Regions from separate parts of the Callithrix jacchus genome. Here region 1 is linked to region 2. The links are chromatin contacts, called in public Hi-C maps. All regions are on one chromosome and are shown on one strand. Each heading gives the region's core, a stretch centred on a gene start, on an enhancer-like site or on the middle of the called end of the contact. The rest is flanking DNA. Distances are from core to core; before and after follow the strand shown.

Region 1 (6,155 bases), core at 2,374-4,873, 160 kb after region 2:
AGACATGCCTTTGCTCCTCCTTCACCTTCCACCATGACTATGAGGCCTCCCCAGCCATGTGGAACTGTGAGTCCATTAAACCTCTTTTTCTTTATAAATGACACAGTCTCGCGTATGTCTTTATTAGCAGCATGAGACCAGACTAATACAATGAGAATGTAGAATCAAGGGCATATGATTCAAGGCAGAGGAGGGTTTAACCCTACAGTGGGTGAGAAATCACTGGAAGAGTATGCAAAAGAGGATTCAGCAAGGAGCATAATGTTTGTTTTCAAGTATGGTAAACAAAGGGAAGAGAGATTAGATTAATTGTGGTCAGCTCCTGAAGGATAGGCAAGAGGATGGAAGAAAATGTTGATCCAGTATAAGGCAGAACTTTCTACAAATGAATCTCTCCTAGAATGGACTGGCTGATGAAAAAGGGAGATTTCCAGTTGACTATTTCCAAGAAGAGATAGACTGGCCCATTTTCACAGATGGAGGTTCATGTGCCAGATAATTACCTCTAAAGAGATTATCATCCTAAGTAATTATTTTATGGGACATATTATTTACATTATTTGTTCCAGGTTGAAAAAAATAACTTGCCAGAAAGACATTCTGTACCGTCTTGTTTACATGATTGGCTGAGGGATGACTCCAGTCTTACCAAACTTCGATTCGTATCAACTGAAGATTGAAAAGGTGATTAGGTGATTTGAATGCTCATAATATTTAAATCATTACTACAGAAATTATAGGGTTTTTGTTTTAAAGAAGAAAAAGTATTGGCTTGTATGGACATATGTAAACACATTAAGAAATGTAAGTTATTTTTATTAGTGATATGTTTTTAAAAAATTGTTCTTTAAAAGCAAACCAAGTTCCCATAGTTGTACAATTTACCAGTGGTATGACCTGAGAAGTATAATCTTCAGGTTAGCAGATTTAAAAAGCATAACCCATGCTTTTTTTACTAAGCTAAACAATTTACTGTCCCACTTTCTCACTGCATCATTCACGTTTATCTTTACATTAACAATGCTTACTAGTAGTCAAAAAAGGCTAGCCAAGTTGGACCAACAGTAAGACTGGTTTCCATGCTGAAAGATTTGCTTCATGCACTTGGAAGAAGCAGGCTGCAACGGTGGTTCCATTTATTATATTATGCTATAAACATTATGTCCTGAGCTAACAAGATACTCAACATGACAATACCATAGGTTACCAAGCACTGTAAACATCTGTTTAAGCAGGCGCCAGAGATAGCATAGAGGAGGCTTGTAGTATCCATTTTAAGTGGTTTATGATGTGGAGTCTGTTTTTTAAAAACTAATAATAAAAAACATGGGCCCAAACCCTGGCTAGAACAAATATTTGTGAGCACAGTTATACTCAGTTTGAAAAAAGAATGCACTTGTGTCATCACTTTGTCATTGCATTTATAGACTTTCATTTTACACCTTTGCCCATTAAGTAAGTGCTGGCATTCCATGGCCTTCAGGAGACCACAACTATAATTTCACTGTGATATATTTACTCCAATAAAAATAAAGCTAAATGTTGACTCACCAACTTTCCTTAAATTAATGCAAAATAAAGTTTATAAGGGTGGAAGAAGATGACGAGCGATGGGACAACCCTTTAAGCTACACATAATATTTTTCAAAGGTCTCTAAGCCAAAATACATCCTTCCAGCCCCATCCAAAGGCCCTCTGAAGGGAAACTGTAAATAACTGGAGACCCTTTGAAATTTAATCTGGGAACAATGAGCTTTGCTTTTCTCAAAAGAAGAGTTCCGAATCACTGAATAAATGGAACCAACAATACTGTCTGCTGCAGCAGTTTTGTTTCTATCCAGCATTTTAATTTCTGGAATTGTTTCAACATTTATCACCAGAAAAAAGGACTTCCAGGGTGATGCAGGTGGAACCTAGCCTGGAACACCAGTTGCTCAGGAAACAGAGCCTGGGCTGCCACAATATTCCATGTCTGCAAGAAAAACCGAGTGTCTTCTTAGGTACACACACCAGGGAGCCTGAACACCTCTGAAACCAGCCAGTCCCTGGAATGTGGACAGCAGCACCCTGAAAAATCTCAAACTCACGGATCCAACCTGTCTCTGTCTCCGAAGTTCTGTACTCATACATATTACACATCTCTTAGACACCCTCCCTCCCCCCCTCGTCCCCTCCCCCTCCCCGCAAACTCTCCCAGGCAGTTCTCCTGAGAACTATCCAAACCCTCACTTCCAGCCGTCGGCCCAATGCATTTAGTTATTTTAAAGCACTTAGTACTTAATCCTATGCAGAAACTACTAGGACTTCCCAATCCTTTGGCCTCCCGTTACCTTTCTCTGTCCCTTCCAAGGTCTCCTGGCGGCACAAACAGGCAGGCGGCACCTCTGTGGCCTCTTCCACCCTGCACACCCTACTGGCTCAGGCGCCAACACGCCTCCCCGGACGCACACTCGCGCGCGCACACACAGCGAACACGTACACTCATTCAGGACACACAGTCCACACCAGACCGCGAACCCACGCAGCTTGATCCCAGCAGATATTTCCCCGAGCTATATATAAAGCACTCACCCCAAATAGACTTCCTCACGCACTCGCAAGTGGGTGACGCTGCCCTGCACCCTCTGCGCCGCCAGCACCCTCTCCCTAGACACGCGGCCACCCCACTGACCCGCAGCCTCTGGCAGTTCTGTCAAAACTTTGAACTTGGTTGATTTTACAACCGCGAGTGTGTCAGAGGCTGGAGGAGGTCGGCTCGCCACAATTTCCACTTACCTCAGTTCATGCGGACTGGTGGCCGTGACTCTACTGACCCCAGCTCCAACCGTGCCAATGCGCGGCTGCAGCCCGCATAAACGCGCAAAAGGCTGCGCGCTCTGAGCGCTGTGTCCACACGCGCAACCAGACCTCCCGAGTCTCTCCAGTCGCGCTGCCCGGGATCCTTCCCCGCGCAGCAGCAGCAGCCTCGGCAGTTTCTGCCTCAGCCAGGCTGATGATGGCAAACAGAAACACTCTCGCAAAACTTCTATGACTTTAACAAAACTGTCTCCGGAGGAAACCCCTCTACGCACCCTACTCACGGGCCGAAGCAGGCGCCAGAGTGGGATGGTTGGTCTGTCGCCCGCAACTCCCTGCCGCCCCCACCAACTTCCAGACACACACACACACACAAGATTGGGTTACCACAACCCACCAGCAGAAAACAGCTTTTTCGCAAGGAGGAGGCGAGCACAGTCAACCCCCAAGTCATCCGGAATTAAAAATTATCCGTGTAAATATATCAGACAGAGTCTCCCATTTTCATAAACAGCTAGAGTCTCAGGGTTCACTCTCAGGCCCCCTGACACAACAGGAGGAAAATAAAAGCCCGACTCCCGCAGCCACACTCCAGTACCTCCGAGCTTTGCCTCTGGAGAGAGAGCGCGGGTTCGCGTCTGCGATGGGGCCGCTGGGGCCGATGGTGCCGGGGCCTCCAGCCCGCGTGGCCCCTGCCCGGGGTCCCCGCCGCCGCCCGGGCTCAGCAGCAGCCGCCGCCGCCACCGCCACCGTAGCAGCCGCCGCTGCCGCTGCCGCCGCCGCCGCCGCCGCTCCCTAGACCTCCTCCTCTTCCCATGGCTGCGCCCTGCTTGGCAGCTCGCGGGCTGTCAGGCTTGGGGAGGAGAGAGGGGGCGGGGTGAAACGGGAAGGGAGGATGGGAGTGCAGGGGTGGAAAAAGGCGGCTACCGTTCACCAGGGGTCACGCCGGGCCTGGCCTGCCTTCCCCCAGATCCAGGCTGCAGAAGCGAGGGGACGCGGACGTTCAGGGAGGCCAGTTCGAGAACCACTGCGGAAAGGGCGAGTGCTGCCGGGGCCAAGCATTCCAGGGAGCTGGGATGAAGTCTTCCCCGAGAGGAGCTGGAGTTGGTGCGTGTCACTCTCATCTGGGCTGCGCGGCTCCTCCTAGAGGAAAATATTGGTAGTTGCAATACACTTCCTTCCTCTCTGCCTGCCCGGATTCCCAAATGAAGGCAGGACCTACAGGAGCGTTAAGTACAGTCCATAGACTCAAAGAAACGCTTAGATACTAACACTTAAAAAGGTTAGTATCTCCAGGAATGGGAGGAAGATCAGCCTGGTAGCTTGGAAACCGTGTTTAGCCATCCAAATATTGCCTCTCCATCGGCAATCAAGTTCCAAGCTTCCGCTCACTGGGGCACAGTGAAAAGATAGTTAAAACTACGAAGGGCTTTATTGTCGAGGTTAGAAGACAGATTAAGTAATTTACCAAGACACGCAACAAGTTAGCAGAGAGGTATCTGCCAGAGGACAGGGATGAAGGAAGAGCAGACACAGGCCGCAACCTGAAGTTCCTGAGGGAACTTCCAGGGAAAGTATTTTAACTCTGCCGCAGCCCAGACATAGTGCATCTGTCAAATGCAAGCCCTGCCTACTTCATCCCACTCTTAGGAAAATAAAGCAAGACAAGAAGTTGTAAAAGTGCGGCAGAAAGTTAAAGTTGTGCATAAGTATGTCATTTTTGTACAGCATCAAACCCCGAGTCACTACATGCTTTTCTGAGCAGAGTACAGAAGTCCAGCTCCGGATTGTCTCAGATCTGAAAGCATAGCTAGTCAAGCGATCTTTGCACAATTTACTGTCAATTGTAATGTCACTTACCTATATGCTTCTAACAGCTTTGGTTTACTAAAGCTTTTCTTTTTTCTTTTTTTTTTAACAGAGCTTCCAGACACAAAGCCAAGTTTATACCCAGAGAGAAATGTTTAAACAACAACTTAAAGTAACCAAGTTTCTTATCTTTAGACTAACATATCTATAGGGCACTGAAGTAGTACCTGGGGGCCAAGACTTAAGAAGGAACAGAGAACCAAAGACTCTGGGATAGCAGATATCACATAAGACAACCCTGTTTTCAAAGAAATCAAATAAGTGAAAAACTTTCCTTAGAATGCTTTCAGAAGCTCAGCTGTGGCTCAAATACCCCAGCTGTTCCAGACAGACACCTAGAATGAACAAAGAAGAAAAGATTCTAAAAGGTACATGTTTTATCATGGGATAGGATGGTATTGATCTTGAAGTGCTCTTGTTCTATCCCGTTTAAGAATAAGGAGGCTTTTTCCCCCCTAAGACTCTTCCCCAACACATTGATTTCTGGGGTTTCATACTTTGTTGAAGCAGTAGTGATGATTGGCTGTGTCTGGAGCTTTTAAAAAGGGGAGATATCCACATAGAGAAACTTGGGAAAGTAAAAGATTAAGGCAAAGTCAAGAAAAACTCCTGCTGGGTGGTCCATGCCTGCCAAGCTGGCTGACAGGGCAGTCCTGGCAGGAGTAAAGTCCAGGCAGACCTCAAATGCTGACTCCACTTTTGTCTGAAATGACCTTCCAAGTTGGACCTTCTTCAGAGCCTGGCACTACCAACCTCTATGTTTTTATCCTCTCTGTGCCTTCTCATCCTTTGTCCTTCTTCCCTGAGCTAGAGAATCTTGATCTAGTTTAGGAAGTGCCAGATGGACTCATTAAAGATATTCAAAATTCTATTGTCTATACTCTGAGATGAGCTCAGGGCCATACTTAAAAAAAAAAAAGAACTGACATCTTTTTATTACTATTTTTTAAATTTGGGTTCAGGTGTAGCCTCCACTCTGTGTGCCATGAAACTAGACTGCTCTGGCTTCTGCTCTGTCTTTGATTTTTAAAACATCATCATGCACAGAAAACATAGGAAAAGACACCTTGGTTAATATTATGGAACTAGATATAAACCTGCAACTGACATGAAGGTCAGCCTTTATTCTTAAGCCCCATGAATAAAGGTCCCTCAATCTCATATATGACCAGGTATAGGTCTATAGTAGTATATGGCTCTTTATATATTCCTAATTGTTTGAGAAAATGTACCAGGTATTGAGCCTATTAATTTGTTATAAGTTAAGGTATGCCAGAGCACATTTACCTTCTGAAGAGTGAAACTGCATTTGCCATGGTTTCCATTCTGCTTGGAAGATCCTACTGTGTCCACCCAGAGAAATCCTTCTTAACCTTAAAGTTCCAATCAATTGTTTACTTTCTCTCTGAAGCTCTTCCTGACTATTCCACAGGGTGGGATTTATAAGTTAATTCTCCCTTTATCAGCACCTTTATAGACCTTTATATCTT
Region 2 (6,172 bases), core at 875-3,374:
ACTTTGCATCAGTGGTGTGGCTTTTGCTGTCCTTTCCTCCTACCCAAACTTACCCCCATTCCTACCATGTTCTTCTGCCAAAAGGAATAATTGGAGATTATGTAGAGACACACTGATTATAAAACATTTATTTTTAAAAAGCTGAATGATTTTTGCTATATAGTACCATGAGCCTTAATAACATTTACCATAGAAGTTATTATTTATTACTTCAAGAAGACTAAATCATCACTAAACACAAAACAAGCACATTTTAAAAATATATAAGAGTTTTCCATCAGCCAGACCTGAGTTCTAGTGCTAGCTTTTCCACTTGTTTTGTGACATACTACAATCTTCTTAAACTCCCAACTTCAGTGCCTCCTGGAAAAAAGAAGACTACTAACAGACCTCAAAGAGATGTGGAGGAATGCTAGGAGAACACAGTGTCCTTTACATTGTCAATGTTCGGTCCATGTGAATTCTGTGGTGACTGGAAGCTTCTAAACTGTAAGAATTAAAACATACATATCTTTATTTTTTGCATGATTTGGAAAATCCAAAGGTGAGGGGAGGCAGGAAAGAACCACATTCTTTTGCAAGAAGTAGAATTTGGGTAAATGACAAAAGAAGAAAATGAGAGACAAAGAAACAAAAATATCCCAAGGGTAATCTTTTCCAGGTAGATTTTTGAAACATTTTAAAAGTCCCTAATAAATGCCAGGGTCTTTACAAAGTTCTGCTGTAAATGTAACTTGTGTGCAAATAGCATCCAAACAGCTTGAGGCCATCCTAATGATTTCCGGCATAGCTGTGGTCAGTCATGCTGGGGACCTCACTCTGACAAGTGTGAACCAGCCTTCTCAAAGTGGGCACTTCCCTACTGTTCCTGGTTACATGTTTTGCTGCTTGTCAGCACTTCCACTAGAGGGCAGCAGGTGGAAAGGAGAGGATGTCAAAATAGATGAATGATAATGCTTGGCAATAGCAATTGTCAAGGTGGAGTGCAAAGTAATGGGGTAGCACGGGCCTGGTGGACTGAATGGAAAAGGTGAGATCTTGAGTAATTTGTGGGTTTCCATTTCTAAGTGAAGACAGAAATGGGAGAGGAGAGTAGAAAGCTGAAGAAAGGCTTCCCAAACTTCAGACTCATGTTTGGAGTTTTTGTCAAACAACCAAGCCTAACACACAAAAAAACTCCAGAGGATCATTCTGTTGCAGGATTCCTTGGGTGTCACTTTTCCAACCAGAAACCTTTGTGTTTCCTTTCTGTGGCCAGTGGCACCTTTGCCCAAGGTTTGCTCTGGCCCACTGGGCTTGTTCTGCCAACCTGGCCTGGCAGGCTATACTTGGCTCGTGCTACTGGACTGCACCACACACCTGCCAAGGGCAAGCCAGTTGTGGAGCAATGAGGGATGTGTGAGTGGGTAAGCATGGGGTCCAGCCACTCTGCACAGCCAGGTACACCAGCTGCCATGGTGGGGTAAGAAGCTCCAGGCACCAGCACAGGCACCAGCTTCGTGCAAATCTGTGGCTGGATCTGATGCACCACAAGTGGCTTCCATTGTGGAGAATTGCATCTGGATGAGGGGAATGTGGTGATGACTGGGAGTCTGGAAAAGCCAGAAACCTCAGAGCCCCAAAGAGGTGTCACACAGGTCTGGGCTCCCCAAAGGGCTGCAGTTCTTCTCTCCTTGTCACCCACAATGTGGTAAGCAGGGAAGGCATGTCTCAGCCCTGTTCGTGTTATAGCTTTTTCAGTCCTGCTATTAAGTGGGTCCTGATGTCCCAAGTCCAGGAAGAATGAGGTATGCAGACAACTGGAAGGTGAGCAAGGCAAAGTACTTTATTGAGCAACTCTGGCTAAGTCCAGGGTTTCTATGAGATCAGAAAGGAGGAAGTGTGTGCTTATTGGTCCATGGGTGGCTATGTGCGGGCCTGGAAAAAGCACCATAAGTTCTCACTCCAGGCCAAGCACTCCACCTAGAACTGATAGCTTGGCCACCAGGCTTCTGGCCATCCCTGGCTTGAAGATGAAGCTTCACTGGGAACTGGCCCTTTTCCACCTAGGAGCCTGTCTGTCTCCTGCTGCCATCTACATGTCATTCACAGCACCCAGCCTGTTCATGCCAAGGGGCACCAGCAGGCCTGTGCTGAAGCACCCTCAGTGCCCCCTCAGTCTCCCTCTCATGCTGGTTGGTGTTCAAAGTCCACAGATAGTGCCAAGCTGGCAGGGGGCTGGTGTATCAGCACTGCCCAAGTGCATGCACACCTGACCAGGTTGTGACAGCACCCAGGCTTGGCCACAACTTTGCCTTGCTGTGGAGCTGGGGCTGGGTGTGGGTGGAGAAAGAGGCCAGGGAGTGAGCCCAGGCACTTCTGAGCCTGCAGGAGCAGGGGGTGCTTCCTGGGTCTCCAAGAGTGTAGGGATGCCCAGGTCTGGAGCTGCAGCTGCGTGGCTACTACTGTGCCTGCAGAGCACTGGGCTCCAGCCCTGCCAACTCAGAAGGGGGCAGGCTTCCTGCCTGTTCTTGGCTCCTGCCGGCTCTGTGGAGGGCACAGCCCCAGTTGTGCTACCCCCACTACAGCCAATGTCTTTGCAGCAGTGGCTCCAGATGGGCCACTACTGCCATCAATTCCAGATCTTCCACATCAGAATTCTAGGTATGAGGTTTCAGAATTTGTATTTTTCAGAAAAATCTCAGCTTATTCTAAGAAATAGCCACAGTTGTTCTAACACAGGATCTTTGAGGTCCCTTCCAACTTTCAGAAGACCAACTTGACTAAGATAATATATGCTTAATGCAACCCTCAAAATAGTGGTAAACTTGGCTATTCTGCTAGCAACCTGTCTTTAGAGAAAGAAAGGGTAGAGATAACTACAATTACTGTAGTGTGGACTGCAACTTACACTTTTCACAAATCCATAGCAGATACAATCTCTTTTAACCTTTTAATCCTCACAACAAGCTTGCAAGTAGGAAGATTCTAAAACCCCACTGACAATAGGAAAACCAAGTTCCAGCAAGGCAGCCTTAGGGTGGTGAGTCCAGAAGCCATGGTTTTTGACTGGAGTTTATTCCTCTCCATCATAATGTGCAGTGCCTTTTCAATTCTGTTCTTACTCTGGACTTCCAAGCCATCTTTTAATCAAGTAATTTAGTGGACCTCTAAGAATAATGGCCAAGTCCAAGTTTTGTGCAGAATAAGAACGGAGGCAAGAATTAGAAAGAGATTTGTGATGGCAGTCAAGAGACCAATCTTTCATCTTTTCTGCTGGTGCTTCAGGAAGCAGAAGGAAAAATAGTGGTAATTTTCGAGGAATATGAAAGATGAATGAGGATGGGTGAGGAGTCAGTGGGCATACTTCTGTCACTGGAGAGAGGACAGTGATTTCATAAGGGTCTCGTCTGAACCTAATTCATAAACTTCAAAATCTTCTTTCTGCTGATGACTGCTCTTCAGTGAAGAATAAGCAGGCATTTCCTATTTTGTCATGTTTGAAACAGATTTTCAAATAAATTATATCAACTAAACCACTTGCAGTTAAATGCTAACCTATTGAGAAAAGCACACCAGAGAAGGAGTTTGTGTGTCTTGGTCCTACCTCTGCAAGTAACTACTTGAAATCTTGGCTACATCATTGAAATCTTGGCTACATCATCTAATTCTCTGGGCCTCAGCTTCCTCATCAGTAAACAGTGAGGGCTGGTCCTGAGGCTTCTAGCCAGAGAGACCAAAAAGATATTTAGTTTAGCTTCAAATTATTTTAATTGGTTTCTAACATTTAGAACCTAGGAGATTTGTATAAAATATTCAAGATCAACTTTTGGGTATACTCAGATGAGGAACAAATGGGCAGTATTCCACAGCCCTTTCCATCTTATAAACTACTAGATAATTTATTATTTTTAGAGCCTATTGTCAGCCTCACATGCATGTCCTCCAGCCCGGAAACACACACATATCTCACTAAAGAAAGCAGTATTACTGTGGGGGTTTTTATCTCTTTTATTCATTAAGGCATTCCAAGCACCTGGAATAGTACCCTGTAAATAATAGGTCCTCAATAAATATTTGCTGCATTAATTAATTTTGACTTATAAACTTAATAGTTTTTTAACTATAGTTTTTTCAAGTGAGGAAAGCTGAAGGCAACCAGATCAACCTAGAGATAAGACATAAATATGTCCTCTGAATCATAATGGGGATTTCACAGTGAACTGCCAAATCAAGGCTACTGACACATACTTCTGCCTATAAATGATATATTTGTTTCTCATAATCAAGTTGCGATTACAAATAAAGTAGGGGAAACTTTCACAGGAAAAACTTGAATATACCAATAGATCCACCTGTCAGCTGTTTGTTTCACTTGTAATGATTTTTAAAAAACAGTATGGCATGGTTATTTTAAAGGCATGTGACAGTTCAGTATGCGGAATGTTCCTCAGTAATGTAACCTTAAATACTGCAGATTGATTTCTCTGGTGGTAAAAAGCAGGTTTTAAGACTGATGAAATTTAATCTCATGCCAATTATATTAATATAAACAGCCGGCTTTGCAGTTATCACACTCTCCTATGCTTTCTTTAATAAATGTTCCATAGATGTCTCCCAGTTTGCTCCACGAGCCTTTAATTCTCATGGTTGTTGAGGGAGAAATGAAAGGAAGCATTTGTTAGAAGCACTCAAATGTGACCATGCATTCATGGGGATTTGTTAACTGATGTTTAAGTTGTTGCATTTCCCATAAACAAGCATGAGTGACGGGCTTTAAGGGTGATCTTCCAAAACAAATGTGACTCATAACCATTAGTGCAGCACACGCTAAAGCTAACAACTCATGTCCTACTCAACTTCTGAGTACTCCCTGGAACATGGAATTGATCAAATTGCAGAGGAGGTTTAAAGAAGAAAACGCTGCAACCTTTCATGTAAATATGGCTCCGTCAAGCATGCCAGCTTTTATGTGGAATTTTCTTGTTAATGAATATTTAATGTAGAATACCCTGGAACAATTCTCTCTCTCTCTCTATCTTATCTTATCTATCTATCTATCTATCTATCTATCCATCTATCTATCTATCTATCTATCTATCTATCTATCTGAATACAGTGTCAAATTTAGAGTTAAAACAGGTTTTCTTGATAGTCTGAATGTTTCTTTTAGAATCAACAGAACTAAAACAGACCTAATACTTCCACTTGAAGAACATATGGAGGACTGAATTTCTGCCTTGACATATTATTATCCCCTAATGTCTCTGACATTTATTGCTGTACTTAGGGAAATCTAAGATGAAATTTTGCTTTTGTTTTAATTTTTTTTTGTTTGATTGTGCTATCATTGGAGCCGGTATGAAAAAGACAGGGGAATTAATAGCTGTCTGTGACAACTTCAATTCTTGCTCATTCAGATTTGATACCACTTCAGTAGTCTCTCTGAGAAATGATAAGCATGAAGCTTAACTACTTCTAGATTTAAAAACTACATGGACATATGACATTGTATAAAAGGGTATTAGTTACAATTAGTTAACTGGTAATTCCTATTATAGAGCTTCAGCTGTATGGTCCTGTTGGTTTTCTATGATTTCATTCAGAGGCAGCCTTTCCTTTCTTGGGGTTCCCATAACAAAACGTTACAGACACACATTTATTAAGGCACATCTGACATCATCTCTTTTTTTCTTCTAACCTCTTTGTTTGTTTACCTGGCAAACCTTTGAGCCTCTGAAGGTTCATTTATTTATGGGTCTCCATCATCTGGCTCAAATAATGAAAAGAAGAGGTGTAATGTAACTATATATATATATATTTGTTTTACTTTTTAAAAAACAAGTTTTACCTAATTTGATCCCCACAACAATCCTGGGACTGTCAATTCAATATGTAACTACCCGATCTAGACTTGTGGTTCTCAAACAGGAAACATTTTGATCTCCAGAGGACACTTATCAATGTCTGTTGTTTTGGTTGTTGCAACTGAGAAGGGGGGTTATTGGTATCCAGTGTGTATGAGGTCACAAATGCTGATAAACATGCACCTCCCACCATAGAACAATGATCTAACCTAAAATCTCAATAGTGCCAAGGTTGAGAAATCCTCATTTAGCAACTTGCTTTCTGAAAACTATTGTAATCATATGTTCTGTGAGCTCTAGTCCAAAAATATTTTTCTGATTAAGTA

The links. Hi-C and Micro-C count contacts between places; a contact is called where the count stands out from the background.
Region 1: a contact with region 2 is called in a Hi-C map of skeletal muscle, with 4 times the contacts expected there. The contact joins the promoter of GHR here to the enhancer-like site in region 2. A contact is called at or near these places in 2 of 3 Hi-C or Micro-C datasets (both in skeletal muscle).

Annotation. Positions count from the first base shown.
Region 1 is chr2:163,169,279-163,175,433 of calJac240_pri, forward strand. GHR (growth hormone receptor) reads right to left here and starts at 3,624. Exons shown (of 11, transcript XM_035291616.3): 1 at 3,395-3,624.
Region 2 is chr2:163,012,932-163,019,103 of calJac240_pri, forward strand. All of the region lies in intron 2 of GHR (growth hormone receptor), which reads right to left. Among named protein-coding and RNA genes, the nearest start is that of GHR, 160 kb to the right of the region's middle. Within about 2 kb of position 2,125, at least 2 of the 16 cell types and tissues checked have an H3K27ac peak or open chromatin away from gene starts, as enhancers often do. A contact at or near this core is called in skeletal muscle, where this site is marked.